Regions from separate parts of the Mus musculus genome. Here regions 1, 3 and 4 are each linked to region 2. The links are chromatin contacts, called in public ChIA-PET, HiChIP or PLAC-seq and promoter capture Hi-C maps. All regions are on one chromosome and are shown on one strand. The core of a region is the stretch at or near the end of the contact, and the rest is flanking DNA. Distances in the headings are between cores, read along the strand shown. Region 1 overlaps Tor3a (torsin family 3, member A). Region 2 holds the start of Cep350 (centrosomal protein 350). Region 3 overlaps Abl2 (v-abl Abelson murine leukemia viral oncogene 2 (arg, Abelson-related gene)). Region 4 overlaps Abl2 (v-abl Abelson murine leukemia viral oncogene 2 (arg, Abelson-related gene)).

What was found. Promoter capture Hi-C pulls out the DNA fragments that hold promoters and counts their contacts. ChIA-PET counts read pairs in DNA pulled down with a chosen protein or histone mark. HiChIP or PLAC-seq counts read pairs in DNA pulled down with a chosen protein or histone mark.
Region 1: a promoter capture Hi-C map of liver shows a contact between it and region 2, with 2.2 times the contacts expected there. The contact joins the enhancer-like site here to the promoter of Cep350 in region 2. A contact is called at or near these places in 3 of 39 promoter capture datasets (liver and neutrophils), 1 of 484 Hi-C or Micro-C datasets (CD4 T cells), 2 of 115 datasets of contacts at active chromatin or transcription factors (embryonic stem cells and regulatory T cell precursor) and 1 of 9 other capture datasets (adipose tissue).
Region 3: an H3K27ac HiChIP or PLAC-seq map of extraembryonic endoderm stem cells shows a contact between it and region 2. The contact joins the enhancer-like site here to the promoter of Cep350 in region 2. A contact is called at or near these places in 1 of 39 promoter capture datasets (the HPC-7 cell line), 1 of 484 Hi-C or Micro-C datasets (CD8 T cells) and 5 of 115 datasets of contacts at active chromatin or transcription factors (the SCID.adh cell line, double positive thymocytes, extraembryonic endoderm stem cells and 2 more).
Region 4: an RNA polymerase II ChIA-PET map of memory CD8 T cells shows a contact between it and region 2, with 12 read pairs. The contact joins the enhancer-like site here to the promoter of Cep350 in region 2. A contact is called at or near these places in 2 of 39 promoter capture datasets (cranial neural crest and liver) and 2 of 115 datasets of contacts at active chromatin or transcription factors (bone marrow-derived macrophages and memory CD8 T cells).

The regions. Positions count from the first base shown.
Region 1 is chr1:156,656,324-156,660,780 of GRCm38.p6, reverse strand. It overlaps Tor3a (torsin family 3, member A), which reads left to right. Exons shown (of 6, transcript NM_023141.2): 5 at 4,185-4,309. Among named protein-coding and RNA genes, the nearest start is that of Tor3a, 16 kb to the left of the region's middle. Within about 2 kb of position 3,015, at least 30 of the 459 cell types and tissues checked have an H3K27ac peak or open chromatin away from gene starts, as enhancers often do. A contact at or near this core is called in liver, where this site is marked.
Region 2 is chr1:155,969,890-155,974,972 of GRCm38.p6, reverse strand. It overlaps Cep350 (centrosomal protein 350), which reads left to right and starts at 1,718. Exons shown (of 38, transcript NM_001039184.1): 1 at 1,718-2,124.
Region 3 is chr1:156,615,140-156,619,613 of GRCm38.p6, reverse strand. The region is part of intron 1 of Abl2 (v-abl Abelson murine leukemia viral oncogene 2 (arg, Abelson-related gene)); the gene reads right to left. Among named protein-coding and RNA genes, the nearest start is that of Tor3a, 57 kb to the left of the region's middle. Within about 2 kb of position 2,488, at least 152 of the 459 cell types and tissues checked have an H3K27ac peak or open chromatin away from gene starts, as enhancers often do. A contact at or near this core is called in CD8 T cells, the HPC-7 cell line, the SCID.adh cell line and 3 more, where this site is marked.
Region 4 is chr1:156,571,950-156,576,452 of GRCm38.p6, reverse strand. All of the region lies in intron 1 of Abl2 (v-abl Abelson murine leukemia viral oncogene 2 (arg, Abelson-related gene)), which reads right to left. Among named protein-coding and RNA genes, the nearest start is that of Abl2, 15 kb to the right of the region's middle. Within about 2 kb of position 2,207, at least 24 of the 459 cell types and tissues checked have an H3K27ac peak or open chromatin away from gene starts, as enhancers often do. A contact at or near this core is called in memory CD8 T cells, where this site is marked.

The DNA of each region.
Region 1 (4,457 bases), core at 1,766-4,265, 680 kb before region 2:
TAGTTATGAAGGAAGGGGGAGGGGACCCGATTCCCGCCGAATAATCTCTGGTCCAGTAGAAAGGTGCACGTGTGTGGCTCCTCAGGTTCCAGCAGTGGGCGTGGCAGAACGAATGAGCAGGAAGCTCCACCCCGAGCAAGCAGGTTTCAGGCTAGGGGAGGGGAGACTACAATTGTGGACTGTTACAAACCTGTTCTCATTTTCCACAGGCTGGGGCTTGCTCATGAATTGGGTGGGGAGGTGGGGTTCCCAGTGTGCCCCGGGGAAGTAGGAGTGGTTTTTCTCCAGCTGAACTTGGAAGGCAGGTTTGAGTTTAGGGTGGTTCCCCTAGACAAGACGGGACAGATTGAAGCCACGTGGGTTTCTGCATATGGAAGCCAAGGACGGAGCAGGTGAGAGTCTCGAGTGGTTTTAAGAGAAATGGAGGCATCTGTTAACATAACCGAAATGTCAGAATGAAGACTGATCCCAGCTCCCACAGTATTCACCCGTCTGAGTCAGTGGCCTCAGCTGTCCATGACATTCCCACAAGCAGAGACAGCGGAATGGTTCCCCAAGGCACCGACTCTCCTACCTAGTTGCTTTATAACTTGGCAAACTCTCTTAGGTGCTGTATTGCCCAGTGTGACCCAGTGACCCTCCTATCTCACGGCAAGCATTTTGGATACTGACCAGCTGGCAGTAACCCTGCCCTTTCCTCTAGAGACCTGACCTTAGTGGACTGACTCAGGCCACGTAGCTATACATACACAATAGTGCACACGGGTGAAGTTGGAGCTGGGCTGATGCCACCTAACAGCAGCCAAGCTGCCATCCAGGGAATTCACTTACCCAGGGGCTCTTACACAAATGAGGCAGTGGTTTCCAGCAACCTGTTGCAGGCGTGCACAAGGCCTTCCATCAAGGAGAGGCCATGAGCCAGACCACCACAGTCCCTCTCCAGCCACGCAGAACCACAACCACCCCTCCTGAGGGTGCCCCCAAATTAGCCACCTCCAACCCCTGCCCCGAGGTTCTCTGGTCTTCTGGTTATGAGAGAGCAATGTGTTTGAGATCTGAGTCTCTAGACTTGGTTTCTAGAACAAACTTCAGTTTGCCTTCCCTTTGTGGTAAGGATTCTTGCATGTGTGGTGTGTGTGTGTGTGTGTGTGCTAGCTTGTGTGGAAGTTGACACTGGGTATCCTCTCTAGCTTGTTTGCTTTTACCCCCCTCCCCCTTTTTTTTTTTTTTTTTTTTTTTTTTTTTGGTTTTCGAGACAGGGTTTCTCTGTATAGCTCTGGCTGTCCTGGAACTCACTTTGTAGACCAGGCTGGCCTCGAACTCAGAAATCTGCCTGCCTCTGCCTCTCGAGTGCTGGGATTAAAGGCATGCACCACCACGCCCGGCTACTTTTTCCCTTTTTAAATACAGGGGCTCACTGTGTGGCCCCAGCTGGCCTGGAAATTGGTATGTCGAGTATGCTGGCCTGTAACTCAGAGATCCATGTACCTCTGTCTCCTGAGGTAATTAAAGGTGTGTGCCACCGGACTTGGTTGGCTTTACCTTGTTTTTTGAGACGGGGTCTCTCACCGAATTGGACAGACTAGCTGGCCAGCAAGCCCCCAGAGCTGAAGTTCTAAGGTCACACAGCTCTTCATGGGGCTGCAGGAGACCTGAACTCAGGTCTTTATGCACAGGCAGTAAATAGTTTGTCCACTGAGCCCTTCCCAGCCCCGACACTGCCAACTGGATCTGCAGTTTAATCCTGAAATATACCTGAGACCTGCTGTTGAAATGAGGTACTGATGGCTTTTCTGCCAGTTCTCTGTGGCACCTCAGACAAAGTAGGTGAAGCCAGGAGGGCTTGCTTGCCCAACATTGACAAAAGCCATTTTCGAGTGCCAAGATTTTGCAAGAGTAAGCTTTATCTGTAAAGCTGACAGTAGGATGGGAGGCAGCCAGGTCTGGAGCAGGGCAGAGTGGAGGGCTGACTAGCTGTGATGAGTCAGCGGACCCAGCTGAGATGACGACAGTCCAGGTGGAACATGATCCTGGTCCTGGTCCCTCCTGCATCTATTGATGGCATGCCTGCCGTCTCCTCTAGGGTCTCACTCTTCAGGTAATGCTTATGGGAAACTTTTGCTCCCATTAGGTTCTAGAGGATATTTTAGGTCTGTCTAGAGTTCACTATGCAGTTCCCTTGAACTGTACTGATAGTTTTCAGTAGCAAGGACAGGGATAGTACTGTTTAGGGCTTGGTTTCAGAGTAATACTGATTTCTGCCTGTGTCCGTCAGTAGAAGACCCCAGAGTCACAAGGCAGGCCTGGAGCTGCTGTGCTCTCGTCACGCACCCAGAAGAGGGTTGCTAATGTCTGTTTTCTCTGAGCTGTGGTCAGGGTATGAACAAAAGGACTTTGAAGAACTAACTATATGGACGTGAGTTATTCATGAATGACGCATGTGGGGTGCAGTGGGTGTTTGTTGACTAACTGCCTCCACACTGATGAAGCACCCCTAGCTTGTCTGGGCCCAGTTTCTCATTTTACCAGCGAAGAAACTGAGTCTAGCTCTGTTGTTTAGGGAAGAGTTCACCGTTAGTGATGGGAGCTTGTGACAGTGGTCCTTTCAGTATTCAGTCAGCAGGGGCTTGGAGGGTGAGGAGTTCAGCATCTAGCTACCTTGGCCTGCAGGTGCTGGAGTGCAGCCCTGCTGAGCTGAAGACACTGGACAGGTAGTGAAGGCTCCCAGGCTTTGTTGTGTGAGAGGTACAACCTGTAACGTGGTGGGAAGATGACATGGCTGTAGGTGACAGTGCAAGCAGTTCAGAAGAAAGCTGCATAGAGTTGATAAATACGCAGAAACCATGCAGAGTGGGGCCCGTGTCCCATGGGGCAGTCAGGTAGACCTGGGACTGAGAGGGTACTGTACTAGGGTCTGTGACCTTGGGGCTTGATCGATCCACCTCCCTGGCCTGCTGTCCTCCAGAGGCTTGCCGCTGAGTCCAGGTTGTGGAATCAGGGCTACTGTGGCAGACACAGATGGGGCAATCTCTGCTGATGCAGTTATGTATCCAAAGGCCACCTGACAGGCTGTCCAGCAGGTGCAGAGATCAGACGGGTGATGCAAGCAGTTTCTGCAGGGCTGGAAGTGTGGCAGAGCAGCTGGGCTTGGGCAAGGAGTGGGGATGCCCTTGTTCTTACTGGATTCTTCCAGCAGGAGGCTGGAAATCAGTTAATCAGTGGCTATGAGGGACACACTGGTCTTCACTTGTTTGCTGGGGAAGGATGCTGCCCCACCTAGCTAGGGAGGCAGGTTAGGGATTGGGAGGGGCACGTAGTGAGTCTACGTCATCTGCAGGACAGACTGAAATGCAACATTATCAAAAAGATAGGAACGGCCCGGTGTTTAGTGGTGGCACATACATTTAAATCCCAGCACTGGGGAGGCAGAGGCAAGAGATCTCTGAGTTTGAAGCCAGGCTGCTCCAAAGGTCTGAGTGACTCCTCTGAGGTAACAAGGACACTGATCCTTGTGAGGACAGAGGACAGGAGATGCTGGACCCCGTTTAGTTTGCTGCCTGCCTCCCCCTATCCTTCACTTACGACATTCCTCATTCTGTGAGCCTTAAGCAGGGAAAGTGAAGGCACAGCTGTGCAGTCAGACAAGGCTCAGCTGGGTGCCAACTTGAGACAGGGATGAACTGTCCTGGTTGCAGGTCCCCAGCACTTACTCCCGGCCTCCTCGTGGTGTCACTCCTGTCTTAGCAGTGTGCAGCCATCTTCCTGTGCCTAGCCTGAGAGGACACAGGCAGTGCAAAATAAGCTTTTGCTCCACACTTCTGTGAAAGGGAGTGCAGCCCAGAGAGGCACCTCCTGTGTCCACCAACTGCAGGGTCCTGCCAATACTGTTTTCCAAACTAATTCTCTCTACCTCTACTCCATCTCCTACAACCCATTGTAGCCTAACCAAGATTCTTAGGACAGAGTGGGTGGGGCCACAACCCTACATTCTGGCCTTCAGTGGATACATGCCACCTCCCTCAGCCGTAGTCTAGCTTTCATCCTTACCTTCTGAGCCTTGAAGCCTGTGGTCCTGAGGCATCCTTGAGTCTGTCACTGCTCAGTGTGTCCTCCATTAGGGATGAACTGTCCTGGGGGGTTGTGAGTGTGGGAATCGGCTGTTAACAAGCGCTTGTTTCTTTCAGCAACCTCGGAGGCAGTGTCATCAATGAGGTAGTCCTGAGTTTGCTTAAGGCTGGATGGTCCAGGGAGGAAATTACGACGCAGCACTTGGAGGTGCCCCTTCAGGCTGAGATCATGGAGGCTGCAGGTAAGTGGTCAACTCAGATACATACAGCCTTGCCAAGAGCACAGCCAGAGATGATTGGTATCAAATGTGAGGCAGTGAGGGTGTCTGGACAGTAGAGGACATAGGACAGCCTCACCCATCAACTTCTGGTGGCACGAGAGTATGCCTA
Region 2 (5,083 bases), core at 469-2,968:
TGTCAAAAAGAAGAGAGATTATCTAGTATCTAGGCATGGTGGTGCAGGTCTGTGATCCTAGCACTCAGGAAGACTGTGAGTTCCATGCCAACCTGCAGGATCTTCTGAGAGAGAGAGAGAGAGAGAGAGAGAGAGAGAGAGAGAGAGAGAGAGTGAGAGAGAGAGAGAGAGAGAGAGAGAGCGCAGTTGAGAACCAATGCTGGAAATTTGATGAAAACAGGAGTTCAGGCTGATAGCAGAGAGCAATGCTGACACCATAACAAAAACCTCATTGCCTTTCTGTTGATCACGAGGTAACGTAGGAGGTGGGAAACTATGTTAGCTTTAGAGTAAAGGAGATTATTTCCCATTGATTGGTGCTATAATATTGGGCAGATAGTGTTTCAGAACCCACTATTAAAAAGTAATCATAACTCAATAAGGGGATTGGATACGTTCTTTAAAATAACTAGGCTGGAGAAAAGGTAAATTTCACTTTTCTTTTTATTACATGTATGTATGTATGTATGTATGTAATCATACATGTCTTCTCATGCACCTGCACGCAATGCAGATCAGAGGACACCTTAGAGGAATCTGCTCTCTTGGTCCACCATTCTGGGTCCGGGGATCAAACTAAGATCGCCAGGCGTGGTGGCAATTCCCTTTACCTGCTAATCCATTTCCCTGCCGCAGTTCCACCTTTCAAATCTTTTTCTTGCTACTGCTTGCGTACTCGGGATCTCCACAACTCTCATTCTTTGCTGAAGTGCTGTTCTCAGGGAGGGTGTATACATTGACATATGTGCAGGACTTTTGTACATTCACGTAGTTCCTGCTGAGGCGCGGCTGTCTTATGGGGAGGATCAGTTATTGTCGTCTGCTTTTATTGATATGGTCAAGGTAGCGAACATTTATTGAACATCTACAGTGTTGTAGTTACTGTGCCAGGCCCTACTGGGTATACATAGAAAAAGGAGACTTTAAGACACCCATGGTACTTTAGATGAGAAATAATTTCGAGGCAAAGTAACTATCGGAGCCCAGAAGGTGGAGAGCTTAGCTGCAGTGAGCACCTAGCGGAAGGTGTCAGGCATTATTCGCAGAAAAGCTGTCCTTTACAGTCTTGACAGACGATAAAATTCACCAAGCGGAGGCTGGTGACAAAGACAAAGCTAAGAGAAAATATGTTGACCCCAGAGGGCTTCTCAAACCACAACACCGAAGGGAAAGGAAACGTAGTTTTTGCTTGTTTTGGAAAGAGCTTAAGCCATCAGTGTGCGTGCTGAACAGAACTGTAAACCCCTGGCCAATGAGAGGGCCGCAGTGACAGCAGCGAGCAGCCGCAAAGCTGCGGTTACTCCGATCCGCCTAGAGTGACGATTCCTTCTGAATCGTCTGCCGGGTCCCGGATCCCTGGGTCACCCTTGTCAAGTCCTCAGCGTGTTTTGGCTCGGGGGTGACCCGCTCAGCCAGAAGGCCCAATTAGCGTCAAAGGGAAGGGGGTGGTCTCCTCTGCGGATAGACTCTGGCTCCTCCCGAGTCCCGCCGAGCTCCCAAAGCGCCACACCAAAGATGGCTTCCCCGCATCCTCTAGCCTCGGGTCCGATCGCGCTCCTCCGTCGGCCACACTCAACATGGCTGGCCTTCACCCAGGGTTGCATTCCTGCGGAACCGTCTCCGGACAGTTCTCGCGAGGTTTGGCGAGTCTCTCTCCCCCCCCCCCCGCCCTCTCCCTCCCTGACTGCTCCCGCCCTGCCTCGCGCCGCCGCCACCGCCACTGCCGCCGGCGCCGCTCCTCCTCCGTGTCAGTTGTTGAGCTGTAATGGCGACTGGGCCGCCGCTGCCGAAGTGACTCCCGGGGCGGGGGAGCGGGGCCGGACCTGCGCCTGAGAGGACTGCGGAGAGCCGCAGCTCGGGAGGGGGCTCGCGGCGGGGCAGAGGAAGGCCGCCTCTGCGCCTCTCCTTCCTTGCCTGCCGCCCGGCGGATCCCGGGAGCCGGGGCGAGGCGGGCACCCGGTGCGTCCCCGGAGCGGGGAGGCCAGGCCGGGCAGCCCTGGGGCCGGTCGGGGCGGCGTCACTGCACCCTCCGCCAGGCCCCGCGGGATGCACCGTGGGAGCCGAGGGCGGAGGCGACACTCTCAGGTGAGCTGCGGGGAGACCTGGCGGAGCCTGCTCCGCCTCGGATGTCTCTGTCCGCGGTCCCAGGTCCCCGAGGTGGCCAGAGAGGCGGGGCGGGGCCCCCCTGGCACTGCCTGACGTCCCCCCCGGGGACCCTCCTTGGGTCCCGAGACTTTTCCTGGAGGGTCATCCTGAGACCTGGGCTCCCGGACCTACTGGTGCCCACGGAAGACAAGATTTCTTTGCTTACCTGCCAGTGTCGCCCTCAGCACCCTCGCCCCTCCTCTTGTCTGCATAGAGTTAAGCCACCTCTCACCTTTGGTCTCCGAAGTGTCCCTTCTTCGTTTGGAGATCGAGCATATTTTGGGAAATTCCGGGGCACTAGCTCCAGTGTCAGGAACAGTTTCTGTTCCTTTTCCTGGGTGTAATATTCTCAAAGTGCAGTATGGGGAAAACTTTGATCACCTCCAGTCCAGCAGCAGTTGTTGAATGGAGTCCACCGGCTTATTCACACATGATTGGGTGGAGAGGGGGTGACATTTAACAAGCCTTACACGTTGGAAGTTGTCACTTTCCCTCCCCTCCCCCCTCTTTTAAATTCAGACTAATATGCTAAATCATATTTAGTTAATGTCACAGATACAGGCAGAAATTTGCCAGGGTTTTAGTTTTCAAGTTCGGAACTTGCAAATAGGTATAGATTTTTTTTTAAATGGATTTTTTGATGTTGTAACAAATGTTTCATTTGGGGGGAAAAAATAGGCCCTTAGGAATAGTGGTCGGTATCCATGTACTCTACTTAATTGTTTTGCTGGTGTTTCTTGTTTTGAAATTGGAGAAGTCGTTAGTGTTGCCATGTTAACCTGCTCCCTTCGCTTGTATTTTAAAGATTTAAATGGACAGTCCATCCTAGACCAACCTACTATTAGCACCTGGGAATTTTTGAAGAGGCAATAATGAAATACTACAAACTGCTCTCCATTTAAAAACTTTCTTAATTTAAAATACTGCTTTTTAAAAAGGCAGCGTGCTGCTAATAACTTGGGATTGTGACTTTGGGAGACTCCTAGACCTGTACTAGAAGTTATTGCAAGCCCATGAAAGTGTAAGAGGTTTTGTATGCTAAATTGACAAACTATTAAATGCAACAAATCTGAACTGTTACTGCATTCAACTTAGTACACCTTAATCAGAATATGAAGGTCATGCCAGAATACATTGTATATGTAGACAAATATGTATCTTGTCTTTTCATAGCAGAACTTTGTGCTTATAGTGATAGTAATGTTTGTAAACAATTTTGTATAAATATGAAAGACTTTTTTCTGACATGTATTGGTGTATAGTATTATTTTAAGACCATCAATACTATAGAATCAACCTTTTATGGTGTTAATACATTTATGAATTAAAGTTTTAAAATTTTTTTCTTCTGATTGTCATTTTTTAAAATCCATTTTTAACACACTATATAGAGGCAACAAGAAAGGAAGTGAAGTCCTTATGTAACCACTTTAGTTTGTTAAACTGCTATAATTTATAATGAGGGCAAAAGAGAAGTTTTACGAAATAACTGACTTTTTGGGGGCGAGGGTGGGGGGACGAGTGTACTTCCATGAATTAGTCTTTGTGTACTCTTGTGAGCAAAGGGGACTCAGATCTTTATTTTGTAGTTGTGGAAATGAACATACAAAGCCATTAATTTATGTGTGCTGTTTTTATTCTGCAGATGTTCTAGAATTAGCTACATTTTAAATTAAATATTAGCCTTAGATACTTTTGCTATTTGTTATTATTTCAAGATATTTTTAAAAATACATTCTTCCTTTGCACATGACACTTGTTCCTTGTGATTTCTGGTTTTTAAAGGCATTAGCATTTTCATAAAATTTTATTAATTATTAATAAGTCATGAATTATTATAATGGATCACTTCTCTTTGTAGTTGTGATTGTTATTTGTGCTGTGTGGGTCAAAGTGCAAAATAGTTTTCCTTATTGACTTTCCCCCATGTCAGTTTTTAGTGTAACATAGTTAAAGAACTGCAGTGTCTCTGCATTGGTTTTCTTGTCATCATCAGTCATTGGTGCTCCTCAGTGGAACTTCACGCTTACCTTTGAGTATTGGGTTATTATTTATTATTATTCCTCACCTGGCCTCCGAGTCCTGTTCTGGCAGAGGTTCTCTGTTGGTCACTGTGCACACAGTTTCTAGCATATATTAAACAATAAGAGTTGAGTTCATCTCAGTCCTAGGATAATACTTTCAAATAAAAACAAAAATCTGGTTCTTAGTTCATAGGCACATTTTAGCTTTTTTGTAGACATATGCTCCAAATGTCTGCTCAAATTTGCTGGGTATCAGGGGAATGACAGCCTGGGATTTAAAATCCACTGAGAATAAGCCACAGGTGGGTCCTAAAGCTTTGATGATTTTAATGATTTGCCCAGGTGCTCTGTTAGGAGTTGTAACTTAAAGAAAATGGAAGCTTTAAGACCCTAACCTAATTGTAATTATAGTACAGTTACACACTTGTAATAAGTTTTGATCCTTCTTAATCACAGTACTGGGTGTTTAGAATACTGGAGTCCAGTTAGTCCGGTGTCCATGTTGTGTATGTTGGAAAGCCAGCGTCATAGCTTAAGAAGAATCCCCTAAGCAGCTCTAGGCTTACATTTATTTGTTTTATATGTCAGATAATTGTCAAGTCAGAAGGTAATTATGATTAACTGGGCAGTGGTTTTTTTGTCACTATCAATTAAAAATTCAAAGTGGATCTCAGTTTTCATGTTAACTTAATATTAGAGTATAAATAAGTTTAAGTAAAACAACTTCCTGGGGTGAAATCTATTACCTATCAAAATTTAAATAAAGTACATGTACTATTTGATAAAATCATTTAATGTTTGTGAGTTTTATGTTACATAAATTTTAACAGAAGAGCCGAACTATAAATAAAGAATATTCATTTATCATAATTACA
Region 3 (4,474 bases), core at 1,239-3,738, 640 kb before region 2:
TCCATTCTTATTCTCAGACAATACCTATCAGTCCAGAGAGATGGCTCTGGAGAGTGGTAAAGGTGCCTGCTGCCCAGCTTGATAACTCTGGTTCCACCCTCGGATCCCACGTGGTAGAAGAGAGCCTACTCTTGCAAACTGTCCTCTAACCTCACACGTGAACGTATACATGAGGGCATGCGCGCGCGCACACACACACACACACAGTCCTCCAACCACACATGTGAGCATACACATACACAGACATAAATTAATGTAAAACATTTTTTTGGCTTTTTGGGACAGGGTTTCTCTATGTATCCCTGGCTATCCTACAACTTGCTCTGTAGAACAGGCTGGCTTTGAACTCACAGATCCACCTGCCTCTTCTTCCCCAAGTGCGGGGATTAAAGTTGTACACCACCACTGCCTAGTTTATGAGAAATTTTAAAACACCTGAAATCTATCCATTTCTCACTCATCCTTGTCACTTAACACTGCTTCCTTCACTAGGTACTGATCTCTGTGTGTCTATACTTACTCCTTTTAAATTGTAAAAAAAAGGTCATATTTTGTAACTCTATATTTAAAATTCTTCATTGGTCCCAAACTTACAGTAAAAATCAAATCTTTAAAGGGCCTTTCAGGTCCCTTATAGGTTAATTTGCCCAATTCTTTCTTCCTTCCTTTCTTCCTTTCTTCCAGACAGGGTCTCATTCACTCTGTAGAGCCTCCTGGTCTTGAACTCACAGAGGTCCACTTCCCTCTCTCCTTTCCCCACTGCTGGAGCTGAGGTGTGCACCATCACACAGCAGTTTGTTTTGTTGTTTAAGATTTTTAAAACTTAATTTATGTATGGGTGCCCGTGAAGGGAGAGGGCGTCAGGTCCGCTGGAGCTGGGGTTACAGGTGACTGTATCTGCATTTCTGCACTCACGTATGGGTGCCCATGGAGGAAGGAGGGCAGCAGATGCACTGGAGCTAGAGACACAGTGAGGCCACCTGGTACTAGGATCTGAGCTTCAGTCCTTGGCTAGAGTAGGGAGTATTCACAACCAATGAGGCCTCTCTCCAGCCCTGGTCAACCTTCTCCCTTACCCTTGCTTTCCTGCCCACCACTACCCTCCCCACTACTGCTTAAACAGGGCAGGCACACACCCTGACTTTTTTTTTTCCACTTGCCTTTTCTTCTGGCTAAAATAGTTGTCTCAAAGATATTTCACTCACTGTCTCAAACCGCCCCCCCAAATTTTTTTTCACTCAAATGTAAACCTTTGAGGACATTTTCTGATGATCCTATTCAAAAGTGCATATACTCCTACATGCATGTATAGTACCTAAGTCTCTTGGGTGCAATGTTTTGAGGCCAGGAAGTTTCTTATTTGTTCATTGACAAATAAGTACAGACACACAGAACAACAACAGCTGCTGCCCCCCCCCCCCAAGAGCTTATTTACAAGAGGCTTTTTTAAAAAGATAACAAAAACCAAAACCAACCAACCAACCAAAGTCCCCGGCATGTGGCACATGGCTGTAACACGGGCACTCCAGAGGCTAAGGGAGGAGGATGTTAAGTCCCACATCACATAAGCACAACATAGCAAGACCCCATCTCCAAACAAACTACCCAGCACACAACAAAAGGTTTGCTGAAGGATAATGTGTGGCTTGCAAACTCACAGCAGGCACTATTAGAGATGAGCAGCAAGCCCCCTGGGGCCACACATAGCTCGGTTTACACTGCATGTCTCTTTAAATGTGATGAACCAAAGTTCCGCACTGACAACTGTCAATATACAGGGAGATATCTAGACATGGTCCATCTGCTCTAGGGAGGGACTTCAGGTCCAAAAGAGGGCTACCAAAGTCAAGGTGTCAAAACGTACAAAGAACGGAGTCCACAGGACAATCCTGTGTAAAATTTAAAGCTATGGGAAGAGTTGGGTATTCTTGTCCCAGGAGAGTTAGGTAATATATTTACTATATAATCAACACATACACAAAAAACTCTTCTTCAAAATTTAATAAATGTAATAAAAGCCAACCACTGGTACATACCCCTGAGATGAAGTGAAAAACACAAGATAAATGCAGTACCTAAGAGACAAGGCCCAGAACCCAAGCCCAGGAGACTGTCTTTCCGTTCCCTGGCCTGGCCGCCCCTCCTGTCTCTGACTCTTACAGAGCTTCCTTCTTTCCCTCCTTCCTTCCTCCTTCTTCCCACTCCTTTGTTCTTGTACAACAAGTTCCTGTCCAATCTGTCTGCACAGGATATCCACAGAAAACATTGCCGGTCCTACCCTCTAGCACCAAACAAAAGGAAAATATCATCAAGTAAAAATGCCCAAATTCCCGCTGAGGCCAAGACTAAGCACGGAGCTAATGAATGATCTTAGCTGGAAGGCTGCGGAGGGATGAGTAAAAGAAACAAGAAGAGGCAGACTAAGAGCACGGCAAAAGCAAAGGAAGCCCTGGAGCCTCAGTGAGCAGGGTCCATGGTATGTTCGCCACTAGTTAAGACAGGCAAGCCCTATGAGTCAGACGTACCGCGCCCAATTCAGTGTCAGTGTGGGCTAGAACTTCTTAACAATGCAAGTTAACTAAATCTTTTAATTGACCCACTGCAATAGCAGTAGATCGTGAGGATGTGGAAAGAAGGCAGCAGAGGACCCCAAACTCTACTGAACTGTGTAAAAGACTTAAGGAACAGAAATATTTTGAGAACCATAAAGAAGTAATTTGTTATCTTTTCTACTGAATCATTTGTAGGACAAATACACACACACACACTCACACACACAAAACAGCAACATACTTAAAACCTATAATAATAAAACTGAAACACAAATTCAAATTTGGATATTTAATGCTTAGCTTATAAAGCACATTTTCAATATTTAAATTGTTACTTTTTTTTTAATCATTCTCATTATAGATTGTCAGGCAGTAATCATTGCCTCAAAGTGTTTTCATTATTTTATATTACTTAACATTATTCTACTTTGTATATGCTCTAAGAGGCTAGGAATTTTTAATAACTCTTCTAAAAACTATTTTAGTTGGGAATATATTTGGTAATTTTCAATTTAGCTTAAGTTTTTCAATCAAGATGTGCCATTTAACATCATTTTACATATTATCCATGTTCTTCCATTCATTACACATTTATTAAAGGTCTAGTATGTTGGGTGTGCTGGTACACACATTTACTCTCAGTTCTCATGAGGCAAAAACAGGCTAGCTACTCTCTCTGAGTTTGAAGCCAGCCTGGTCTATACAGCAAATTCTAGGCTAGCCAGTCAGACAGTGAGATTCAATCTCAAATAAAACAAGACAGTGCTGTGGCACACACCTTAACTCCTGGTGCTGGCTGGCAGACGCAGACAGATCTCTGAGTTCCAGACCAACGGAGGTTACATTTTGAGACCCTGCCCCCCTCCCCATAAAACTGAAAAGATAAACAAGCACACAAACAAGCCATGTAATCCTCACTGAGCCCAGTGGAGACTACAGGAGCAGATAACCCACATTTCATTACTGTGTTGTCTACCCCCACCCCAGCCTCATCTCAACACACCTGTCACGTGGGCCACAGCGAACTCCGAGACATCCCTGCCCAGGCAGGGAAGCAAGGTGTCCTGGTCTCTACAGTAACTGGTTGATGGCAGCTGAACAGGTCCCAGGACCATGCCTTTGGCCGAGCAGCATGAAAAGTTAAACTGTTCTGAATAGAAGAGCCTTAAAATTCCACTCTGGCCAGCAAGCCATACACGTGGGACATTACTCACACAGTCAGGGGCCAGAAGGAACAAAGTGCAAGTTCAACCCACAGGGGCGGAGTCCTGAGTAAGGGTGGAGCCACTCCAAAACCTCAGGGATCCGGTGGGGGTGATGCAGAGGCTATTTCAGTCTCACAGAAGTAACTGTTCACAATACAATCAGCTAGGGTCGGTAAGCATAGAAACTTCCAATCCCGAGGACAGAAGGGGGCATGACTGCTCAGTGTTTCCCTGGAGAAACCTGTTTACAGTACACCACCAAACACTTTGAACAGTCAGGAAACGCCTAACAAGACTCATCTTTTACATCACTCCAGTTAGTTCAAGAAACCACAAATCTAAAGTCAAAGAAATAGCTACAGCGTGACTCATAAACACAGGCAGAAGCGGAGAGCAACTAACTGCCTCCCCTAACAAATGGCCTGTGCGGCTCAGTACAGGTAATGGCCTGGCACAGTGTTCAACTGTGAGTGCTGAAACTTGGAAAGGCAAAAGCCTAACTGTGAACAAAGTGGGAAGGTACACAAAATTTAAGACCTTAAAATAAGAATGATTTATGAGACAAACTAGTAAAGTAAGTAATAAATAATTTACACAGCCGACGAAAATAATTCAGAGAATATATGGGGCACACATTTGTAACACTCTAGCTTGGCTAAGTGGAGGCAGAAGGATTGCAAATTCAAAGCTAGCCTGTGCTACAGAGCCTGCCTCAAA
Region 4 (4,503 bases), core at 958-3,457, 600 kb before region 2:
CCATCAGAACTTCAAGGTCATCTTTGGCTAAATAGCAAGTTCAAAGTCAAAGCCAGCCTGGGTTCCATAAGACCCTGTCTCAATAATAATAATAATAATAATAATAATAATAATAATAATAATAATAATAGTAACGATAACAATAGACAACACGTTGGCTTTGGTTATTATATCAAATCAAGTGGCTCTGACTCCCAGGACATCAGTCACTGAGCTGTACCCTGAAATGACTGCTGAAATGGTCACTGCTTGCCTCTGTAACCACTTCTGTTACTGTGCTCTGCTCCTTTATAAACTGCGCTCTGCAGGACAGAGGACACAGCCTTCAAGAAAAATGTGACCTAAGGGAGGACAGAAGTAATAATAAAAAAAAGTTAAAGAAAAGCATTAATATCAGTGTGAGGACTATTCAGAGGGGCTCTAAGATGATTATGGCAGCTCAAGCCTGTAACCCCAATAGCGGTGAGCCTGACACAGAAGACAGGCTCAAGCACAAGGCCAGCCGGACTATAGTATGAGGTCAATGAACACTTCCTCCTTCACTCAAGAACTCTAGTTTAAAACGTTCGCAATTAACAAAGTGATAAAACATTTATCCCGAAATTAAATTTACTCTTTGTTTCACTTTGGTTGTCAATACCAGTGAGTGACAGCAGAGCTTTAATGACTGTCCTCCAAGGACACAGGGCTAAGGGTCTGGTTCCAGTTTTTGTTTACATTCTCTCTGATGTAATGAAAAGTACTTTGCTAGAGAAAGGGTAGCAAATGCCTATGGGGTTTTTCCCTAGTGTGGAGACAAAGCAAGATCCCTCTGCCCTCTTATATTCAGAACTGAGGACCCAACTCAGGGCCTAGAAAGCTCTACCACTGAATAAAACACCTAAACCCCCAAAAATATCTGAATTTTATTTTTGAAAAATCCAAGAAAATGTTTTCATTCTTCTGTTGATTCTATGCCTTTAAAATTCAGTAATTAAAAATAAATACAAATGGCCAGGCAATGGTGGCAATGGTGGCACACACCTTTAGCCCCAGCACTCAAGAGGAAGAGGCAGGTAAATCTCCGAGTTCAAGGTCAGCCTGGTCTATCGAGAGGCTCCTGTTCTAGGACAGCCAGGGCTACCCAGAGAACCCAGTCTCAATTTAGCTGAGCAATTTAAATTCAGCTCATTTAGATCCTGATCATCATATTATGGTACATATTGGAAAAGTCCAATAAAACAGTGAGATCCTGGTACATAATTAAAAAGGCAAATCAACATAACAAGAACAGAAAGACAAGAAATAGACTCAAAAGCACACAGCATGTTGTACAGGTTGTGCATGCTTACTCCAAAACACATGCTCCTAAGTTTGAAATGACTCAATATCCCAAATGCTTCTTTTTTGTTTGTTTGTTTTTGTTTTTGTTTTTGTTTTTCGAGACAGGGTTTTTCTGTATAGCCCTGGCTGTCCTGGAACTCACTCTGTAGACCAGGCTGGCCTGGAACTCAGAAATCCGCCTGCCTCTGCCTCCCGAGTGCTGGGATTAAAGGCACGCACCACCACGCCCAGCTCCCAAATGCTTCTTGAAAAATAAATAAATAAATAAATAAATTTTAAAAAGCAAGTTTCAGACTTTGGATCATTGCAGGTTTCAGAATTTTAAATCAGGGATCCTCAACCTGCAGAATCTGTACAATCTATGCAAGGTCCAAAAGCTCCCAAATCTGAAACACTTGTAACAGCACCAAGTATGTTGCTGGATAAAGACGCTGTATGCACAAAATAAGCATTCAATGGTGGTTGTACTAAAATCCTCACCCTTTCTGTTAGCCACTCCAACTCCATTCAGATAATCCAGAGCTGTAATAGCTCATGTACCTAAAGTGATAGCCCACATCTTTCACTGGAGCGCTGTATACAACCTAATAATAAAATTCACCCATACAATGAGATGACATATATCCTTGGGGGGGGGGGGTACTTAGGAGATGGTTCAGCTGGTAAAGGCAGATTGGGGGTCGGGGGGCCTCAGTGGCTAGCTAGCCTAACCTAACAGGCAAGCCTCAGGTCCCAGTGAGACCTGTTTCCTGAAGAACACCAAGGCTGACCTCAGAGCCTAACACATAAAAGGAGTCAAGCATGGTTCACACAACTGAGAAGCTGAGGTAAGAATAGCATCATGAGTTTGAGGTCAGACTAGGATACAGTGAGAGATCCTATCTCAGAAAAGAAAAGGCAAGAGGGTTATAGCTCAGTGGGGAAAGTGTTTGCTGCCACAAGCCTGGCACCCTGAGCCAGGTTAGCTTACGTTGTCAATTTAACACACCTCAACTGAGAAACTGCCTCCAAGTGATTGGCCTGTGGGCATGTCTAGGAGGCATTTTCTTGATTACTAATTGATGAAACAGGCTCCAGTCCACTGTGGGTGGTACTATCCCCAGGCAGGTGAATCTGCACTGCATAAGAAGGGAGCAGAATGAAATTAGAACCAAGCCAGTTCCAGTTCCTGCCTCAAGTTCTTGTCCTAGCTTTCCCTGATGATGGACAGAAACCTGTAGGCCAAACATCCTTTCCTTCCTCAAGTTGTTTTTAGTTAGTGTTTCATCACAACATAAAGGAAGAAGACAGCCAACTCCACACATTCAGTGGACACACACATCATGCATACACTAATAATAAATTCCTGATGTGGAAGAATCAACCAATATAAATTAAGGGTAGTAGGTAGGAGATAAATCGAAAAACGGTGTATATGTTCCCACTAGTCTAAAGTGGAGGAAGAAGGGGACACAACACAAGTGAGATATCTTGGGAGAAAGACACTTGCCACCAAGCCTGATAACCTGTGTTTGATGTCTGGAATCCACTTGGAAGGAGAGACCCCAACCCTCAAGTGACTGAGGCTGACCTCCACCATGGCACACATTACCCACACATTTACTTACACAACAAGTAAATAAATACAGAAGTTTGACAAATAAAATAGAGAAGGGTAGTGGCTATATATGCACATATAGATACACATGTGTGTGTGTGAATATAATGTGCTACCACATTAACACAGCTGGAAGAAGAGTGCAGAAATACCAAGACCTGCCAGACCTTCTGAATTCAAGTGGTTAAAATCACTAGCCCTTCAATAAATAAATCATTTACAGCTTAAAAGAAATACCAAGCCCTTCAGCAGTAGGAATAAATGCCAAAAGAATATTTTAAGAGTTATAATAAAGAAGAGCCAAGCAACCATTAAACCCTACAGACAAGCCAAAACTGAGAAAGCCAGCTGGAGGGAAAGTACACCAGACAGATGCACCGAGCAAAGACACCAAAACCCTGCAGTGCACAATAGGAAAGGCAAGTACTCAGACTTGACTCTCATAGCACGCCAGCTCCAGGCTTGCACCAGGCTTTGCCTGCCCACTCCAATGATCCCTGCCCTTTACAGAAGTGCCTCGATTCCCAGCACCTTTGCGCTTAGCTCTACTGGCTCTCCATTTCTTTTCTAGCTTAGCTACACAAGAGGAGTGTTTTTAGGATCATTTTAAAATATGCTTTGTCCCTTTTGGGAGGGAAGAAGGGGGGAGACAGGGTCTCCTGTAACCAAGTATGGCCTTGCATTTACTAACCTTAAACTCTTGATCATCCTGCCTCTACCTCCCAAGTGCTGGTACCCAGCTCTTTGTAAGAGAGGAATAACTGATTCCCCCAAGTGAAGTGCCGAGCAAACACATCCAATCAGAAAGTTGGTTTGGGGGTGGGGGGGTTGTACATGCGCTTAGGTATACATTTAGAAACATGAAAATTAAGCCAAGGCACAGAATATATCTAAATATGATACAATATGTTAATACCTCAAAATCATCTCGGCCTTAACACTTGTCAGACTGGGGGGTTTTTTTGTTTGTTTTTGTTTTTGTTTTTTTCCAGACATGGTTTCTCTGTGTAGCCCTGGCTGTCCTGGAACTCACTTTGTAGACCAGGCTGGCCTCAAACTCAAGAAATCCACCTGCCTCTGCCTCCCAAGTGCTAGGATTAAAGGTGTGCGCCACCACTGCCTGGCTTCCCCCCCCCCCAATCTGTTTTTAAAAATGCATTTTGGAGAGCTGGCTCAGCAGTTAAAAAGCACTGACTGCTTTTCCAGAGGTCCTGAGTTCAATTCCCAGCAACCACATGGTGGCTCCCAACTATCTGTAATGGGATCCAATACCCTCTTCTGGTGTGTCTAAGAGAGTGACAGTGTACTAATATATAAAAATAAATAAATAAATCCTTTTTTTATTTATTATTATTTTTAATTAGATATTTTCTTCATTTACATTTCCAATGCTACCCCAAAAGTCCCCCAAACCCCCCCATTCGCCTCCCCCACCCCCACTCCCACTTCTTGGCCCTGGTGTTCCCCTGTACTGAGGCATATAAAGTTTGCAAGACCAAGGGGCCTCTCTTTCCAGTGATGGCCGACGAGGTCATCTTCTGATACATATGCAGCTAGAGACACGAGCTCCGGGGGGGTACTGG